Linked DNA regions of Gossypium hirsutum: region 1 is linked to region 2. Evidence: chromatin contacts called from public Hi-C data. All regions are on one chromosome and are shown on one strand. The core of a region is the stretch at or near the end of the contact, and the rest is flanking DNA. Distances in the headings are between cores, read along the strand shown.

What was found. Hi-C and Micro-C count contacts between places; a contact is called where the count stands out from the background.
Region 1: a Hi-C map of leaf shows a contact between it and region 2, with 3 times the contacts expected there. The contact joins the promoter of LOC107955142 here to the promoter of LOC107955140 in region 2. A contact is called at or near these places in 15 of 34 Hi-C or Micro-C datasets (fibers, hypocotyl, leaf and 1 more).

What each region holds. Positions count from the first base shown.
Region 1 is chrD04:12,307,246-12,310,870 of Gossypium_hirsutum_v2.1, forward strand. LOC107955142 reads left to right here and starts at 1,307. Exons shown (of 6, transcript XM_016890869.2): 1 at 1,307-1,819; 2 at 2,413-2,497; 3 at 2,782-2,954; 4 at 3,074-3,149; 5 at 3,254-3,316; 6 at 3,449-3,625. The coding sequence starts at 1,661. The coding sequence ends at 3,270.
Region 2 is chrD04:12,095,112-12,098,951 of Gossypium_hirsutum_v2.1, forward strand. It overlaps LOC107955140 (protein YIPF1 homolog), which reads right to left and starts at 1,776. Exons shown (of 6, transcript XM_041091995.1): 1 at 1,628-1,776; 2 at 50-1,043. The coding sequence starts at 106.

The DNA of each region.
Region 1 (3,625 bases), core at 57-2,556, 210 kb after region 2:
ATAACAAAAGAATATTTTAAGTGGGATTCATTTGAATTTAATAAAGATAGCTTTATACAACTTGTACTATATATTAAATTTTTGATTGAGTTGTTATTATGAGTTAATCGAGAATCAACTCAATTAATAATTATTAAAATACAATTACTTTATAAAATAAATTATATTATTTAATGATGTTTTTATTTTTTATATTTTTTATATAAATATTATACACCCAATAAGATTTGACTTAAGACACTATATTTTTCAACATATTTATTTTACCATTTCAACAAAAGACTCAATTGTTTTATATATTATTTTTATAATATATTTATTACATATATTATTAATATCCTCAGTATAAAGATTGAAGGTAATTTAGGAATCATATTAAAAAATTAATCATATATTCTTAATGATCGTTATTGCAAGGAAGCCGGGCTGGCTCTAAAAGAAGTTTACAAAGTGTTGTAGATAAAGTGGTACTTTCATTACCCACAATTGCCATATAAGAGTATGAGCTCAAATCTCGTTAAGAGCAAATGTTGGCATTTCCTCGTGAATGGAGGCACTCTCACTCCATGAACCCTCTGAGGCTCTTAGTAGAGTCGGGAGACAAAACTTGAATAAAATTGGGCATAGATACCTCAGGTCCAAACCGACCTGTTGAGAGGTTTATTGACTCCGGACAAATGACACTTCACAGATTTTTTTCGGAAGCTCGACTTCCCCTCAACAATGTAATCTATTAACATAATACAATATATATTTGTTTATTTTTACAATGACTTATATTTTTTTTGTTCAAATGAGAATGTATAATTAATTGTAACATTAGTACAAAAAAAAATACTAAAGATCTTAAAAACATTTGATAGCTTAAGAGAAATAACAACAGTTGCAGACTTGACATAAAAATCAAACCATACCAAAAAGGAGCAAACAATTTATATTATATCTAATAATTTTATAAAGAAATAATTATGTACAGATAATACGTATATTTGAGTCATATTCTTTATTAAAAAAAAAAAGAAGTACCCAAGGAGACACGTGGCAAACAAGGGTTGGAATTGAATCAAATGAGATGTCCAACTTGTGTTTGGTGTTTGAATGATACATGCATAGCCATTTGTCAAAAAACCAGACATAAAAAATGAACGAATTCACATGGGTTTTCCTTTTCTAGGCTTTAGCAAAAATACCCTTTGTCTAATTCTCTTTCGATCTTCAAAATGGGATTGAACAAAAGGAGCTCAAACAGTGAAAACCCCCTTTTCTTGGGCTTATAAATAGGCTTGGATCCTTTGCCAACCAACAAACATATCTCTACATCTGCACTGCAAACTCTTCACGTGTTTCTCAGCTTTCTCTGTCCCTCTCTTTTGCTTTCCTTCTCTTACCTCCTTCCTACCTCTCTTGCACTCTTCTTTACTTTTATCTCTTTGGTTTGTTTCTTTTGTTTTGTGAGAAAAAAGAAAATCTTATCCACTGGCCTGACATTGCCAGCCACCTTTTTGTCTTTGTCTTTCTTGTTCGGTCTCGTTCTTTGAGGGTTGTTTATTGTTTTAAGATATATATATCTCAAAGAGTAGTTTTGTTCGTTGGTTGACAAAGAAAGATAGTTTTTTTAAACCCCAAAAAGGAAAAAAAAAAGTTTACTTATTTTTCTGGTATGGAAAACAAAAGGCAAGTGAGTGGCTCTTCATCATCATCATCATCATCATCTTCATCGTCTGTTTCTTTGGATCATCTCTTTGGTCCAAAGGACTCTTCTTCTTCATCAACTACCACAACTGGGCTTTTTGGGACTATTTTTCCCCCTCCATCAGTGGTAAACCCTTTTGCTCTGCATTTTCTATCCATAAAATGATACAGCTTTGTTGATTTTGACGAAAAAAGAAATACCCTTTTACTCATTAGTTACCTATTTACTTGCAGACATGTGAAATTATGATACTGGGGGATAATATACTTTGATTGGAAGTAACTGAGAAGTTGATATATTTAGGATAAAGCTGGTTTAATTGTATTTAGGGTTTGTATATTTCTTTTTCTAACATTATGGATTTATATATTTCAAGTGAATGATTCTTTAAAAAAGATGCAAAGAGATGCTTTATATAATACACTAAAATTCTATACATCATGTGCTTGGATATATTCACTAAGTGGATAGATGCTAGCTAGTGGGGTTTACCGGTCAATTTTTCTTTGTAACATCTTAAATTTGCAAAGTTAATATGTATATTCCAATGCTAGCTAGTGGTGGGCGAAAAGTTGGCTTTGGACTTTGCATTAATGGAATTATTGGTGACCTCTGGCTATGTATGGCTTGTTTTAATTGTGGTTATCCATTTTTGTTCTAATTTTTATAGGTTTTTAATGGTGAATAGATCTAAATTGTTCTCTCTTTTCTGATTTCAGGTGCTGGGGAGGGACTCAACTCACTCCGGAATTAGAGGTTCATGGAATACTCAGGGTTTGCCCCATCATGCCAGATATGGAACAGGTTTTTTTGTTGCCTTCTTGTATTAATTTTTAGCATTTCTCCTTGCATTTTTCTCCTAGTTTTCTTCTGTTTGACATATTTGGATATATATATATATGTGCGCGCTTGACACGTATCTGAATACGAGGATATGATATATAAAAAAATTAAACATGTAGATTAATTATGTTAGTTATAATAAAACTTCATGTGGGATCTTAATGAGAATAGTTAAGTTTGGTTTATAGTCAAGCAAGAAACAAAAATGAGAGATGAGAATGTTGCTCATGCATGTTTTGTTTCAGATCATAACACTGATTATAGCAAGGGACAAAGCAGCAGCACAAGGAATAAAGACAAGAGTTCATCCGTTTATCACAATGAAACAGTGGAACCTAGCTATCTCAGCTCATCTATTTACTATGGAGGCCAAGAAAACTATTCTCCAAGGAAGAAAACCACTGAGTCTCCCCCCTATGTAAGTATATAACATATGCATTACAATATTCCTTAAGGTGTATTAGGAGGGATCTCTGTACATTTTAAATTGATAATTAGGAGGGATTTCTCATTTTCTTGTATCATCTGTTTTGACAGTTTCAAAAAGATGGGGGAGATGATGATCTCAATGGAAACAATTCTAATGGTGCTTCAAGAGGAAATTGGTGGCAGGGTATGAAGAAGCATTAGCTTTAGGGTGATAAATGAATAATTACTCTTCACTTCCCGTACAAGTAATTGGATAATCTTTAAACAACTCTTCTTTGTTTGGTGCAGGCTCACTTTATTACTAACATCTTAATCCTAAATAATCCAAGTTTCCTATCCCAAAACTGTAAGGTGTGTATGTATATATATATGTATAATACTCTGCTGGCATAATATTACTTCATGTAGTACATGAATGAGACTGCTTTGTATTTTCCTTTGAATCCAACTGATTTGAATGATGTAAATGGATTTACTTTGCAGGAAGTAGGGCTGGTTGTATGATCAAAACCTTATTACTGCTATGAACAATAAGCTGGTAGATATAGCCTAGCATTGCAGTAGAACCATATATATATATATATATATAGCTTAGGACATAGTGGAAGAATATTAGGTTCTTTTTGTCTCAACTCTCCCACTTGAACAAGTCTCATCCTG
Region 2 (3,840 bases), core at 526-3,025:
TGCCGATCTTGATAAATTAATTCAAAAGAAAGAAAATTAAGAAGCTTACGGGGACTGAGCCGAGTAAATGACTAGAAGGAAGATTCCAATACGACGATTCATCCATTGAAAGTAAGAGATCGAACTAAGAGTTTAACAAAAAAGAGATTTGGTTTTTCTTTTGGAAAGTGGAAATTAGTTAAAAGGAGAAAAGTTCCGATGAGTTTTCCTTGCCGTAGTTTAGAAGCAACGGAGACGACGAGGGAAAGAAATACTTTGACTAAACCGTCAACTACTTATAGCTCTAACTTTCTTGGGACGCGCCATTTATAAGCGCTGCGTTTCACGCGCTTCCTTGCCTTTTTAATTTTTCCAGCTACGTTCACATGATTAGTCTTTCACTTTTGGATTATTGATGGGTCTACCTGGCTCCAGTTTTTATACTTTAATTGACGGCTCATGTATTCATGGGATGGTTTGGGTTCAACCCCTATGAATGAATACCTTATTTTTATTATTCTAACAATATTAAATAAAATTTTATTATTAAAATAGTATTTCCATTTGCTATATTTCAAATAAAAATACTTGTATTTCACTAGTAAAATTCTTTTAAAAATCTTAGATTGAAAAAATGTGCATTTAAATGCCATTGAATCTATGTTCTTTTAATTACTAAGCTATAACTCAATCAACTTGTCTTCGTTTATGTTAAATGACTTGATGCATGTACCTAAAATTCACACAAAAAGTCTCCTTAACTAGAATTTACATTTTCAACAATGCCAACTATATTCAAACTTAGAATCATGGAGTTGAATTAATTTCTTATGAAGTACTTAGATTTAGAATGATATCTTTAGAAGAACGTGAATCACTTGACTTATAAATTTGGACTTTTCTTTTCTCCCAGATTCATTAGCAATAGGCCAGGCAATCGGATTTATACAACCAACATTGCTTTCTGGGGTCGCCCATGCAGCACCAACAGTTAACTTGAGGGCTACATTCAAAGTGCAACAGACATGGTCCAAGGTTAATGTTCGCATTAAGCAATCTCTTACCTGTTTTTACACAAAATAAAATAAAATAAAATAAATATAGTATTTAATATTTGATATATTCACAGCATATTTTTTTTTATAAAATTATCACAAGTCTCTTATATATATAAATATTTTACTATATTCTTACAGGAGACTTATCAATTTATTGACTCTGGTTCTGAAGTTAAAAACTCTACTGATAGTATATCAAAATTTTAAAAAATACTATGTTTAATAAAATTAAGTATTAAGTATTAAATATTAAAAACATTTAGTTTATTCCTTAAAAGAAATATTTAGTTTATAAATTTACTTTTATATCATAATAATATATTCAAAATAATTTTGGATAAAACTTTAAAAAAAATAATTTCCTTTCTTAGTTCAAACATATAAATTTAAATAAAACTATCTAAATATATTTTATCCTATGTACTTATTAACTCCATTCAACAAACCATGATTTTCGAATTTTATATTAAATAAAAAACTATTTAATACTTAAACACTTTCAAAAATTAAATTACAACTTTTCTCCAATACATTATGAAATGCGCTGAAATTTTAAATCAATAATGGAAATGATTAATTGGTCGACTTACCTTCTACAACCAATACAAGGAAAGCCAAAGCAAATAAAACAAGAGCAGAATGACCAGCCACGAACTTGGAATTTCTCATGATATAGAATATTAATGAAGAGTTTCCGTTTTGAATCTAGGATTGCAACAACTTCTAAGATTGATAGGTTTATATAGGAATTCATTGTTAACACTTAACAGTATCCCCTCAATTTGTGTATGTAAATATTGTGTGTTTAAAAATATAGTTGTGTTGTTATAGTAATTTGTAGGTTGTAAGTTTAAGTATGATGAATTGCATAATAACATTTTATTTTAAGGTTTTAGAGATTATGTATAGTTTAAAAATTCTATAAAAAAGTATTATATAATAACACAATAATTGGGAATAATTTGTTACTATGGTTCACATCATGTGTAGTGCGGAGAGCCATTGGAGTTGGTGGCTTTTGAGGGTCTCATTTGAAGACATTTTTGAGAGAGATTGGATAAAGTATTGTCACTCTTGTGATGGAGATAGATTTTATAGAGGAATTTTGGTATGGGTCCCAATGAAATGATATCTGGTGACTACGAGTATGAGTGCTTCATTAGAATGATGGGGTGACTCACATTCTAATGAAACTCTGATGCCCATATAACCACCTTATATATTAGGATATCATTTCAGTGGGAACCACATCAAAACTCTTCCTCTATAAAAGTTCTCTTTATCATAAAAAAAAAAGAAAAAGAAAAAGAAGAGAGGTTCCAAGATATATGCCAAAGCATTCCTAATCTCTCCAAGCTCATGGGACCCTTCAAAATCACTAACTTAAGTGGCTTTTCGCACCAAATGGAGTATGAACAACCATTGCAAATGCTCTCAAATTTTGTGTAATAATAGTTGGTGTCATATGTGGGAACTAAGCAAAAGATCATGTCTCTTCCATGAGTAAGAATCCATGGCTTAATTCCCTCAAGCTTTTTATCTTTCTTCATTTATATATCTCTTGAAGCTTTTAGTAGTGTGGGGTCTCTTGAAGTTGTTGTCTAATTTGGGTTTCTTGAAGTTTTTAACTTAAGGGGGCAATGCAAATATTTCCTTCAAATACATCAAAAAAAGTACTACTTATACTCCTAAGAGAGGGTTAACATGGGGCTAATAGGAAGCCTTTTTCCAACACCTAAGGGTTACTCGTTTGCATACTAAGGGTCCCTTCACTAGCACACTAGGGGAGCCATTTGCTAGCACACCAAAGGGGCTACTCCCCTACACATAAGGGGGCCCTACGTTAGTACACCAGGGGATCCCTCGCTCGCAGACTAGAAAGCCTTTGGTTAGAGGAGGCCCTTCATTTAAAAGGGAACTCCCATGGTTAGGAAGGGATAAGAACTAACTATGACATTCGTATATACATTCAAGTTTGCAAAAGAAGAAAAAAAATCAAAAACCACTCCTCTAGAACTCTCAAAATTTATATAAGATAATTACTCTTATACTTAAAAAAAATATTATGAGAAATTACTTTTACGAATTCCTATTTTAGTACTCCATTAACATTTTTACAATATTGAAATATAAAAACAAATGTCCTAATTTTTAGTTAATTAAAGCTTTTGATTGTGTACACATTAAAAAAAGAAGAAGCTTTTGATTGGGTTACAAGTTAAGTGTGATAAACTCAATTAAAGAAACAGACAAAACACAAAATTTTAAATCTATGTCTATCTATACTATATATAAAGTTTCTAATTGCATGGATTACGAGCCAAGTGACACTAGAGGTGCTCATGGGCCGGGTGGCCCGGCCCGACCCGACGGCCCGCCCGAAATATGGGAGGGTTTGGGTAAAAATATAGGCCTGAAATATGGGCTTGGGCAAAAAAATGAGGCCCGTTTAAAAAACGGGCTGAGCCTCGGGCACCACTTTTTTGGCCCGGGCCCTGCCCGAATATAATAATTATATATATATTTTTTATTTTTTTAATTTTAAAATATTTTTAAAATACTTTTTTTTTAAATTTTTTTTATTTTTAAAATAAATTTTTAGTGTTTTATTAAAAAATGGGCCGGGCTTGGGCTTAGGAATTTTTTCCCGGGCTGGGCCTGGATAAAATATCAGGCCCATATTTCGGGCCGGGCCGGGCCCGGGGCCTAGGATGCGGGCCGAAATTTTTTCTGGCCCCGGCCCGAACCCAGCCCTGCCCATGAGCACCTCTAAGTGACACTAACACTACAAGTGTCATGCCTC